3 separate regions of the Mus musculus genome follow, and regions 2 and 3 are each linked to region 1. Evidence: chromatin contacts called from public HiChIP or PLAC-seq data. All regions are on one chromosome and are shown on one strand. Each heading gives the region's core, a stretch centred on a gene start, on an enhancer-like site or on the middle of the called end of the contact. The rest is flanking DNA. Distances are from core to core; before and after follow the strand shown. Region 1 overlaps Gm9991 (a long non-coding RNA gene). Region 2 holds the start of Col6a3 (collagen, type VI, alpha 3). Region 3 has its middle 23 kb from the start of Col6a3.

What was found. HiChIP or PLAC-seq counts read pairs in DNA pulled down with a chosen protein or histone mark.
Region 2: a contact with region 1 is called in a FOXA1 HiChIP or PLAC-seq map of pancreatic cancer cells. The contact joins the promoter of Col6a3 here to the enhancer-like site in region 1. A contact is called at or near these places in 8 of 39 promoter capture datasets (the 3T3-L1 cell line, the C10 cell line, cranial neural crest and 3 more), 1 of 15 datasets of contacts at CTCF or cohesin (the NIH/3T3 cell line), 8 of 484 Hi-C or Micro-C datasets (the C2C12 cell line, the HL-1 cell line, liver and 3 more), 8 of 115 datasets of contacts at active chromatin or transcription factors (cardiomyocytes, a colorectal cancer cell line, craniofacial prominence and 5 more) and 3 of 9 other capture datasets (adipose tissue, liver and pancreatic islet).
Region 3: a FOXA1 HiChIP or PLAC-seq map of pancreatic cancer cells shows a contact between it and region 1. The contact joins two enhancer-like sites. A contact is called at or near these places in 9 of 39 promoter capture datasets (the HPC-7 cell line, cranial neural crest, embryonic stem cells and 4 more) and 1 of 115 datasets of contacts at active chromatin or transcription factors (pancreatic cancer cells).

The regions. Positions count from the first base shown.
Region 1 is chr1:90,674,930-90,679,304 of GRCm38.p6, forward strand. It overlaps Gm9991 (a long non-coding RNA gene), which reads left to right. Exons shown (of 3, transcript XR_878398.1): 2 at 213-537; 3 at 3,964-4,375. Among named protein-coding and RNA genes, the nearest start is that of Gm9991, 2.7 kb to the left of the region's middle. Within about 2 kb of position 3,087, at least 26 of the 459 cell types and tissues checked have an H3K27ac peak or open chromatin away from gene starts, as enhancers often do. A contact at or near this core is called in the C2C12 cell line, the HL-1 cell line, embryonic fibroblasts and 2 more, where this site is marked.
Region 2 is chr1:90,841,972-90,845,866 of GRCm38.p6, forward strand. It overlaps Col6a3 (collagen, type VI, alpha 3), which reads right to left and starts at 2,000. Exons shown (of 44, transcript NM_001243008.1): 1 at 1,775-2,000.
Region 3 is chr1:90,865,002-90,868,872 of GRCm38.p6, forward strand. No RefSeq gene overlaps it. Among named protein-coding and RNA genes, the nearest start is that of Col6a3, 23 kb to the left of the region's middle. Within about 2 kb of position 1,875, at least 17 of the 459 cell types and tissues checked have an H3K27ac peak or open chromatin away from gene starts, as enhancers often do. A contact at or near this core is called in pancreatic cancer cells, where this site is marked.

The DNA of each region.
Region 1 (4,375 bases), core at 1,837-4,336:
TTTCAAAGTCGTCAGCAACCAACAACAGGGCTTAAGACTGAGCCCAAGGGTTTCCTGGCCATCTCCTCCATACTCTCTCTACCTCACAAAGCCACCAAGGGCACAGGTGTCCTTACCCCCACCAAGCAGAGAAGCTCGTTGGGCTAGATTCTCTGTCATGAGGGTCTTCCCCACCTCCTGATCTCTTCTCTCCTTCTCACCCTGACCTACAGGTCTCTAAGGAGGTGGAGCCTTTTGTTCGGGGCCATTATCTTATGTTGTACCCATCTGAGCCCATTCATGCCTGCTCCACAGAAAGTTGAAGCCCTGAACCACTGACAGGCAGGAGCAGATTCTCAATGGCCTCACTCAGCATGGTGTGCCGTCCTCACTCAGCCTAGTGTGCCATCTTCAGAACTGGACAGATGCCTGGCAGCTTGAAGTACACAGTGACAGAGTCAACTCTGCAAACACTGAATGAAATTCTGACTACAGTATTCCCAGAGCATGCATGGAGAGGAGCCACCTCAGCCACTCAGGGAGTACAGAATCAAGAAGGTAAGTCAGGGTCCCTAGGTTGTGCTACCAACTTCCAATCACCCTCTGTTCACTGAACCAGAACACTGTCAGAGTCTGAAGCCAATACTTGGTGCTTACAGGAATGCCTTCTGTCCCCTTTGGCATGCTGGTGTTTCCTGTTGATGCCCCCCTGGTTGTCACAAGCCTTTGCTGTGACAGACAAACAAGAAAAGCTGGAGGGTGAGCTAAGAATGTTGTTTAATTGCTTCTCCCACCTTCTCTGCAAAGCTGAAAATTGGGAACAGAACTCAGAGCTGAGCTGGTTTCTCCAAGGGCCCATGGTGCTTGCCTAGGACTTTACAGGTGTCCAGGACCCCATGTCCTTCCCTGAAGGCATACACACATTCTGAATGAGTCACCTAGAGCCTGGGACACCCTAGAACCCAATCTACACTTTAGGAAGCATGGCCCTTTTTGAAGTTATGATGATTGGTTGAGTTTCTAGAAAGTTCTATGCTATTTTCTACACAGCCTCGGGGTGGTTGTATGTAGGTTTGTTTGACTTAGGAGAATAAAACCAACTTTTCCATGCGGCCACAGCTTGCTAGCTCTGTACCACTCTGGAGAGTTTGGCTAAGTCTTAACCCACAGCCCTCTAGAAGCATCCAACGTTTTGGAGAAAGAAGAGCTCAGGATACATACCCCACCCCGTGTCTCTCTGCTCTGAACTTTCTTGGAGCTGTACATGTCTTGGTGGTCCCATCTCTGTCTGCTCATGGGAGTCTCTGAGGCTGAGTCACCCACCCTGCCGCCTCTTCTTCAGTAAACTGCCACTGCCCCTGGGCTGAGTCACAGTCTGAATCCCACGGATGCATTAGTGTCCCTGGGGCTTTGACAGTCACACAGCCAAGACATTTGTTCTTAATCGTATACCCATCCCCACCCAGCAAATGGTCAAAACTTCCCAATGGGGATTGAAACCACAAGTGTAAGGCAGAAAACTTAACGAGCAGCTATTCCTGCCTGGAAGAGACTCCACTTGGAGAATGGAAGTGTTTATCTCATTGGCATTTGGAGGAAGAGCAGGTTTTTTTTAGGAGATGTGATGGCTTTTTCCACTAAGGTCAGATACTTTCTCAGTTCCATGGCCGAAAGCTCTCTATCAGTCCAGGACTGTGGGACCAGAAGACAGGCTCTGGCAGCTGTCCAAGCTCTGGGAAAGGGAGGGAGTCTGTTCTCGGGCAACAGCTCTCACAGCGTTGCCTTTGAGGAAAGGGTAACTGATTGCCCACAAACCCGGGGTAGCAGCCTCCCCCACCTGAAGTCTGGAAGGTTTGTCCTATCATTCACAGGCTCAGACAGGAAGTCCCCACCCCCAGCCCAGTCAGCTACTTCCACCTCAGTTCTCAGTTTCTGGCTCCCACCCACTGCCGCAGCCTGGAATTATCAGTGGGGTGTTCTGCCTCATACCCACCTGGCTCTTGTGTTTCTGGGGAGGACTGTACATGATGTCAGCATTCTGTAAGAAATCTGAGAGCAACACACAGCTGCTCTCTGGCCAGTTCAGTCAGGGACCCAAGGGGGTCTGGTGGCAAGCACAAACACCTCAAGGGGAAATCTCCAGGACAGAGGAAGGCCACTGAGAGACCCTTAGAGCAAACTCACCATCAAGTTCCCTTAGGAGTCAACTAACGTCTAATGAAATATGACATACAAGGGGGGATGGATAGGATATTCTAGAAATGGCTGTGAGTGGCTTAGATGTGGGGTGTGTTATTTCACTTTTCCTATCACTGAGACCAAATCCCTCTAAAGACCCTTTGAGGGAGTAGGATTTATCCTGGCTGGTGGTTTTAGAGGGTTCAGCCCATGGTTACTCTTCCCCATGAGTATGGGGAGAGCATCATCCTGGTGTCAGGAGTCTGTGAAAGGGGCTGCTACTCACCCCTTTGCCAACAGGAGGCAGGAAGGGGGTTGGTAAAGACACCAGAGAGAATATAGTCCCTAGAACCCACACCCAGGGACCTTCATCCAGCTAGATGCCACCTCCTTAAGTTTCCTCTAAAATTAGTGCTACCAGCTTGGGATGAGGTATTCAAAACATGAGCATAAGAGGTAAGTTTCATATTCAAACTCTAACATGAAGTGCTCCTCCAAAGGCTTCATCCCCAGGTGAGAGTGCTGCTGGGAATTGAAGGGATCATAAAGACTCGGGCTTCATCAATGATCTGATTCAGTGAGGACTCTGACTTCAACCTTACCAATGAATTACCCTACTAATGAGTTCATAACCTAAAGGGACTAGAAGGAGAGAGGGTTTGGTTGGAAGAGGTGAGTCACCAGGGGCATGTCTTTGAAAGGTCTATCTTGCCCCTGTTTCTGCTTCTTGGTTTCCCTGGGGTGAGCAGCATCCACCACACAGCTCCTCCCTCCATGGTTATGTTCTGCCTTATCACAGGTCCATAGCAATGGGGCCCACAAAACCTCTGAAGCCACAAACCCAAATCCTCCTTTTAAGGTATAGACATCAAGGATCCTGTCACAGTGCTGAAAGGCTGACTAATACATGAGTCCACTTCTGAGCCATTAACCCTGCTCCCTCAGAGCCAGTGCATGGGTGCTACCACCCACCCCTGGCATCTCAGGCACATCCCTGTTTCATTCTGACAGGACATGGTTCTTTCTTGAGGTGTCAGCTTCACGTTTGGACACTCTGGAGAGCCATATGCCTGAAGGGCTTTGTCTGAATCCTCACAGGTTGGATAGCATGCAGCTCCCTCAGTACGAATCTGTGCTGAGATGGAACCACATCTCTGAGCCCCAGGACATGTAGCTTTTGGAAACACAAAGAGGAGAATTATATATTGGGAGGGACCTGAAGTGCACTGGATCCTGATTCTACCCCTCTTTTCTATCCTTTTGTTTGTCTGTCTGACTTCCTGATTTCTGACACTGGGTGTGTTTTGGGTCCAGGACCTGGCTCCATACCAGGGCCTATTCTGTTTGATTCCTTGATTTTCTGTAATTTCTGCAATGAACTGCCACATTCTTGTTGGCTTAAAGTAACAAAGAGACTAGAAGTCTGAAATAAGTGGCAACCCACGATACAGACAGGCTTCCATCCCTCTGGACACTGCAGAGGAGAAGCCTCCCCCTCCTTCTCCAGCTTCTGGTGTTGACTTGGGCTTGGCTCACTTCCATCACTGCCTCCAGGGTCATGTGAGCTTCTCCCCATGTATGTCACATCTCCCGGTGCTCCTTTCATAAGGATGTGTATGACCATGTCTGAGCTCACCTGGATATTCCTGACCACCCTCCCCTGTTTCCAGCTAACATTTAGGGAGTTAGGGAAATAACATTTAGGGAGGAAAGCCACAGAGAAGATCATAATGCTAGCTCACCAGTTCCAGCTGTGGCATGGATGTCTGTGGAGATGGGAATTTATTATCTATCTTCCACCCCCAGATCTGAAGCTGACCCTTTGCATTCCTACTGAAATGCAGATAATTCCTAAGCCTTCCAGACACCAAGGTCAACCAAAAAGGCAGCATCCGGTCCTACTGCAGACCATGTCTTCTGCCTACATGTCAAGCTGCACGTGTCACCCAGCCCAGAGTACAAATGTCAGAGTATCACCGGAAGCCCTGGCAAGATGCTGCTTTCAGAGGAGGTTCTGATCATCTCCATGCTTTCCTGTATCTGAAAGCCTCTCACCATGTGTGTTACATTGCTAATGCAAAGGTACAGCAAAGACTCGAGGGAAAGAGAAAGAAACAAATAAAAACTATAACTCATTCCTAGTGCAGAGTCTGCTGCGCATAGGGAAGGCAATAGGAGTCACGCATTTGTGTCTCCAGATGGTGTCAAATGTACACAG
Region 2 (3,895 bases), core at 750-3,249, 170 kb after region 1:
GAGAGAGAGAGAGAGAGAGAGAGAGAGAGAGAGAGAGAATATTCCCTTTGTGACAATGTAAAGTTTTGCTTGATGAAAGATGCCCAGACATTGGACCACTGTCCCCAATCATAAATCTCTCTCAAAGAAGTTCTACACCCCATTCCTTCAGCCTCAGCAGAAACCCACAGCACAAAATTCAGGCTATTACTGTAAGCCCTCTGTGCCATCAAGCTGGCCTCCTGAGTGGAATCCCGCGTGGGCCTCCCTTCATTCCCCATGAGTTGTGTACCTTTGTGAAAACTGAGTCAAGTGTCCTATGGCTTTGAACAGATTGTAACAGATGAACAGTCTCCTCAGAGGGGATCAGTCTGTCAGCCCATCCCACATGGAGATCTAAAGGGTCCCCTACTGCTGGCTCATCAACTCCATGGCTCCATCAATGGGAAAGGATGCTACTGAAAGTCAGACACTCAGGTGGGCCCGGCCAGTAGTCCAGCATCTCAGAGCTTCTCTCTCTTCACCCATAAGCCAAGGATGACAGCACTGGAATCTTCTAGCCCAGAATCACCCAGGAAAGAAGTCAAAAAGTCCCAGTAGTGGAAGCTACAGCAATCAGTTGGTCCCATATTGTTTTTGTTAAAAGCAATATGATTTTTATTTTAAAGTCTTTTCCACATTTCAGCTTGCTCTGGGAAGCTGGGAACTGTCCTCAGGTCCCATGAATCCCCTTGAAGCTCTGAGACTCTGGGGTTTTCATCTGGAGTCAGCTCGGGGTAGGGAGAGAAATGACTTCTCTAGGGTGTAGTGTGCCCACTGGTGCTCATACAACTTGTTCTTGAAGTCCACACCAGTCCCTAAGTTTGCCTGGGCTTTTGTGAAATTCATTTTTCTTAGCCTTTCTCCAGTACTCCAATGAACCCTTCCCATTGGCCCCACCCTTGCATTGATCCCATGGTAGCTTGAAATAGATCCCCAAATGGGCTGGCAACCATCCAGGAACTCTCTTCCATCCTCAGTGAGAGAGGGCCTGAACCCCACCCAGCATCCTCATGGCCAGGGAATAGCCCTTGGGCCTCCCAACTTGGCACAGGCCTCTCATCTGGACAACCCACGGCAGCCCAGTCCCGAGCTTTGCCTTATCCACTGGGGAAGTTGCTCTAGTATCACATTGCGCATGCTTTAGGCCTGCAGTTCCCTTAAGCATCCTCAAAGGACAAATCCTACAACAGTGACTTCAGATACCTAAAATGATGAAGCAGCAGCCTTGATGGCCATGGCTAAGCAGCTCCGGCCCAGCCCTGCAACTGGCACCAGTATCTCTCCAAACTCGGAAGACAGCAGTTTGCCTGACCAGCCTCTCTGCACTTAAGAGTATACCCCTACCCATGACCCTTGGAGAACCCAAAGAGATGAGCTCTCTCTGGGGTCCACTCTGCAGGTTGCCCTATGCTCCCATCAGATGCCTCTGCAAACAAAGCAGCTGGTCTGGGGAAGGAGAAGCGACTTTTAACAAGCCAGCTGGAGGAGAGCACCAGTCAGAAGTGCATAGCATGCAGGCAGGGACACACAGGACACTCCCCGCAGCAGCAAACCTAGACACAATCGGACAATCCGTGACCTTCAGCAGGTTAAAGAAACCCTTGTGCCACAAAGGAAAGAAAGAGCAGCAGACTCCTAAAGTATGTCCAGAAAACTGAGTGACGGGGTGATCGTAAGAGCCACTAACTCACTTCTGATTGAAGTGTTTCCCTCATGCCACAGAGGAAACGAATAAGCAAAAACTCACACTTACCCTGAGCGGACCTGAAGACGCGTGTCCCTGGGCTTCTAAACTCAATCACGCTTCACCAGGATGCATAGTGTTCTCTCTTGCTAAGTCTCCTTTTCTTCCTGCAACCCTTCTCCACCAAGGAACAGAGGATCCAGGATCAGAAGACACAGTCTCCTCTTGCAATCCTCGCTGGAAGCTGGAGCCTAGAGAACTGAGCAGCCTTTGGGGAAAGGCTGAACTCCAAACTGGACAGGGTCCAGGGGTACAGTCAGGGCTTCCTCCTGCTCCTCCTCTCGCTCCCGCCTCTCTCTCCCTCCTCCCCTGCCTTCTTCTCCTCCTCCTTCTCCTTCCTTCCTCCAAACCCCTCTTCTCCCCTCCCTGCCATAGGACAGACCCAAACTGTAAATGAAAACCAGACCTGGGGCTCTGTTGCTTCTGGCCTGCTCTGCAAGCTGATGTCACCTATGAAGGCCGTCTTTGCCTTACAAGCATTTAGCTGGACTCCTGCAAACTCCAGCTCTAAGAAGGGGGGTGGGGGGAGGAAATGGACCATGAGCTAGAAGGAATTAGATTTTTCAGTCATTGGTTACTGAGGTAAGACTAAAGTGTGGTAAAGATGAGACCCGAAAGAGTCGGGGAAACAGCTTTAGCCCCATGGTTCTTGACCTTTCTAGGGCTGCGACTCTTTAATGCATGCTGTGCTGACCCCCAACCATAAAATTACTTCATTGCCACTTCATACCTGCAATTTTGCTACTGTCACGAATCATAATGTTATGAATTGGATATTCGACCCCCATCAGGGTCACAACCCACAGACTGACTGCCAGAGGCCATAAAATGTTTAATGCCTGAGCAAGAGGACCTGAGGTCTGTCCCCAAAATACACATTAGAAATTTAAAAAAAGAAAAAGCCAATGTGGTGTCAAACCATCACTGGGAAGGCAGAGAAAGGCAGATCCCTGGGTCTTACTGTCAGTGAATTTAGCTGAATCAGTAAGTACCAAATAAAGACAGAGAGAACCTATCTCAACAAGAAAGAAGGAAGGGAAGGAGGGAGAGAAGGAGAGAGGAAGGGAAAGAAGAACAGAGAAGAGGAGAGGAGAAGCGAGGAGAGGAGAGGAGAGGAGAGGAGAGGAGAGGAGAGGAGAGGAGAGGAGAGGAGAAAGATGGAGGGGCTGAAGAGATGGCTCAGTGGCTGCTCTTGCAGAGGACCTAGGTTCAGTTCCCAGTACCCACATGGGAGCTCACAACCATCTAGGTCCAGGGGATCTGACACCCCCATCAGACCTCCAAGCCCACAAGGCACATACGGTATACAGACATAAATGCAGACAAAGCACTCATACACATAAAGTAAAAAAAATTAAATAGTTTAAATGCACTTCAATAGCTACAAAAAAATTAATGAATTTGCCACTTCTACCCATCACCTTTTAGGCCAGGCCTCTGCAGGAAAAAGAATGAGTTTTGGAATTTCTCCGTGGGTATCCATGGTTTTCAACCACCATCAGAAAGAAAAACAGGAAATGCAATCTCCCCCCCTCCACCCTCACCACACCCTCCCATTTCTTCTTGAAGTTTCTGAACTGAGACCTCGCTTAATAATCTCTCTTTTCAAATATCAAACCCAGCAATTAGCGTCGTCTCCTTGGCTTGCCGCTAACCAGAGTTCTGTTTGCCAGCGCGAAAGGCAAGAGGGCAAGAGTTCTATACATAATGATCCTGATTGTGAGGTCTCCTTCTGGGCGCACACTGGGGTGGGGGCGGTTTTCTGGCTCAGACTCCTACAGAAACTCTCCAGTGGGAACACGGGTTTCTACAGAGCTTTGTACCTTTCAAAGCACTTTAAAGTACATCTCTCAAAAACCTCAAGGACCTCCCCAACCTGAAACCCTTTCATACTGGAAAGAGGGGTACACTTGGGTGCCAGAGAAGAACACGGGTTCCTGCTGTGTCCTTCTCTACTTTATTCCCTTGAGACAGGCCTCTCACTGAACCTGGAGCTCAGCTGTCAGCTGCCAAGCTTTGGCAATCCAATCCTGTCTCTATCCATCCAGCCACACACACACACACACACACACACACACACACACACACACACACACACACACACAGCTGAGGCTGCAGGTGCACACTTGG
Region 3 (3,871 bases), core at 625-3,124, 190 kb after region 1:
CACAGACACTAGGTTGACTCAGATGCTAAGCACTGGTGAGATAGGAAAAGGTGGAACACATAACCCTGTGGTGAGAAGAGAAGACAGTGCACAAATTCAAAAGCTGGCTAGTGTTTCTTTAACCAACTAAGCGAGTTAACCACATTTCAGCAATCCCATTCCTACACACCCAAGAGACATGCACATAGAATGTGTGTGTGTCCAGCAGCTTGTACACCAATGTTCATAACAGTAGTATCACTAACAGCCAAAAGGTGGAAGCAACATAAATGTCCACCAGACAGTGAGTGAAGGTCCAGCAACACAGCTCAGCCAGTAAAGGTGATTGTGATCAATGCTAACAACCTGGGTTCAGTCTCAGGAACTCACATGGTGGAGAGAATCAACTCCCTCAGGTTGTCCTCTAGCCTCCACACATGTGCCATGGAAAATGTCTGTACAAAGTATCCTACTTACATCCCTGTTGCTGTGGTAAAACATTGACCAAAAGCAACTTAGGGGAGGAACGGGTTTATCCTTCTGGCGCACAGCCTATCTGTAAGGGAAGTCAGGGCAGGAACTCAAGGCAGAAGCCTGAAGGAGGAACTATAGAGGAACACTTACCATCCCAAACCTAGCCAAAGATCATCTCTCTAGGGAATGGTGCTGCCCACAGTGGACTGCCCTCTTCACATCAATTAATAATCAAAACAATCCTACGCAGACAACTTGATAAAGACAATCAATTATTGGCTTGAGATTCCTTTTTCAGGTGATCCTAGGCTATGGCAAGTTGACATTTAACTCTATTGAAGACACCACACACATTACAATATAAAAATTTTTAGTGATAAGCGCATAAACAAAATATGACAGTTATATGATAGTAACCATCTATAAGAAAGAGAATCCTATGACTTGGGTGGATTTTGAAAACCTCATGCCGAGCAAGCCAGCAAGCAGCGCTCCTCCATGACTACTGCTTCAGTTCCTGCCTCCAGCTTCCTGCCTTAGTTGCTGCCCTCACTTGCTTCAATGATGAACTATGATGTGAACATGTAAGCAAAATAAACCCTTTCTTCCCCAACCTCCCCTGAAAACCTCATGCTGAGTGATAGAAGCCAGGAACGAAAGGTTATACAGTGTAAGATACCATCTGTACTCATTGTCTGAGAAGGAAAATCCTTTGTCTGATAAGGGACAAACAAATGCATGGTCACATAGTACTAGAAGGCAGGGAAAGAGAATACAGTGAGATGGGATAGGTCAGAGAAATGAGAGGACACATGTCATGTGCATCACCTAGCAGTGGAGAAGCATGGAGGAGCTGCAAGACAGACACATGCATGCCCAAGAGAGGGCACATGCATGCCCAGGAGGGGGCACATGCATGCCTAGGAGAGGGCTCAGATATGACACCGGCCACCTACTCCTGAGTTCCCTTTATGGCCAAATGAGAATAACACCAATATGCTGGTTTCACAGGGTTACCATGAAGACCAATAAAGAGGAGTAAGTAGAAATGTTTTAAACACCATAGAGTGCTCTAGCAGACACAACTTATACAGAGCTTTGGGATGCCAGAGCCACTTGTGCTGTTTTTAGCCTAGAAGGGTTTCCACAGTTGCCTTGTTGGCACCTTGGACAATGCAAGTGCCTCTTGCCAGGGCAATGTCATGTCCATGTGGTGCTCCCAGGTGAAGTCTCTCTATGTACTGTGATGAGACCTTGCTCCTAAATAGGACATGATAGCCACGAGACATGACAGCCATGTCAACCCCAGATAATAAACAGAACTGCAGAGGTGAGCGCCCACAGAAAGGAATGGTGACAGGCATAAATGGTTCTGGAGAGAGGACCATCAGTAGCTGTGTGGGTGGATGACATAGCAATGAGTAACTGAGGAGAGCCAGGCTCACACATCCCACCCTCCTACTGTGGCCACAGACTGGGGGGGGGGGGGGCAGTGAGGCGTGCCCAACGGCCATTCATAGGAACTGGCACAAGAGTGTTCTGTTCCACCTGCCACCTCAGCCCTCCCTCAGGCACAGTAAATGAGATACTCAGTAAAGGCGTTAGTGAGAGCAGTCACTGATTCATGGTTTATAAGCACCGGTGAAGGGCTTTTTCCATTGGTTTCAGTTACGGATGGCCAAGAAGCTGTAAACAGCAAGTGTCACCATGGGTGAGCCTCCTCCTCACCTCAGCGTTTCCTCAACTCACCTCTCCAGACATGGGCAGGGTCACTGGGGACCTCAAAATTACCCCACCACTTCTCACCTGCACAGCTTGCATCTTTAGCTAGTACTTGGAAGGTACACAAGGCATGTGTCAAATCTGCTGCCAGGATTTTGAGAGATGGTGGGTAGACTGCAGCTCATTTCCTGGAGACACTGAAATGGATCACGTAAGAAGGCCTGTCTTTCCCGTGGTGGGATTGCCAGGCCATTAGCCTGGTTGTATCATTTCTTCATTCATTCATATAACCAAGCCATTCCTTCCTCCCACATACTAGACCCTGACAGGAATGAAAGATACAAATCCCAATGAAACACATGTGGTTCTCAGTGTGTGGGGAAAGCCTTTCAGACTCTTAGGACAGCCTCTATACCTGCTGTCACCTTCACTCTCCCAAGAAGATGAATCCCTCCTAGTACCCTGTACAGAGATGCCCACCAACTGTACTCACTCATGGGTACCAGTCCAGAAGAATCTCACTTGAAGGACCATTCTCACTAAGCTTAGAGCTATTGAGTCTGGCACATGTTACAGCTCTTCACTGTGGTTAATTTAAGACCAAGAGTTTGTGCAACCACACCACTATCTCCTACTACCCCCACGTTCCTCTTTCAGGCTAAGAGAACCCATCTCTCAGAAGCTTCAACAACGGATAGGAAAGCCCATCTTATCCCCTGTCTCAGAAGTCAGTAATTGAGCAATGGACACATGGCCCCAGAAAAGAGCCCAGCACCAAAGGCTGGCAGAAGTGGGGTGCAGAGCATCTTACTGTGTGCTCTAGAGCTTCTGGGCTGCACCCAATGTGAACCCCTTCCACACTCTCTACCCTCTCCTGTGGCTCACCCTCCTTACCATTGCCTCCCACTGGGTCAGTCATTGGCAAGAGAACCTGCTACTAGCTCTGTTTCCAGACCTAAGATAAAGTGGGCCAGAGGTCTGAACCAAATCCCAGATGCATACGTTGTCTGGCCAAGGTCTCCACCTTCCCAGGTTGCAGTGTTCTGTAGCATAAGCTTGATAGTAGCACTTGCCTGAAAGGGTGCTCCACAGACAGACTGAATATGGTACCACAGTAAAGTGGGTGGACCCACAAAGGTGTCTAAAGGTGCCACTCATTCTTCAAGACAGCGATGAGCAGGTAGTTAGCCTTGAGCTGCTTATCAGACAGGACTTCACAAAACAAGAGTCTGCAACTTCTAGAATCCTCCAAATGGTTATACCTCAGTCCTCTAGGACCTACAGGATGTCGTCTTTGCTGGCTAAGATGGAGCAGGACAAAGGGTGGACTGCTTTTCCCCATAATCACAGGATTCATATCCAAGTTCCCTGAGGGCAACTGAGCCCATTGTCATACCATGAGGTGGTACTAGCCACCCTCAGGAAACCATTGCTTCTTCATACCCTCTGCCTTTGGCATCCAGAAGAAATGGCATGTGACACTGACTCTCAGAGCCTCTCGGAGCATGACAATTTCCAAGGTGCCCCTTAGAGGTGGGGTGCACACCTCCCACACCCACATTCCAATCTCCATCTCTATGTCAAACAGAGGCAGAGGGCCCCATCAGCTGACACTGTGGAAGTATCTCCTGCCAACACTTTCAGGGTTGTTCAGGCCAGGCTGTAAAACATACCTAACAAAGACCATTTTTACAGA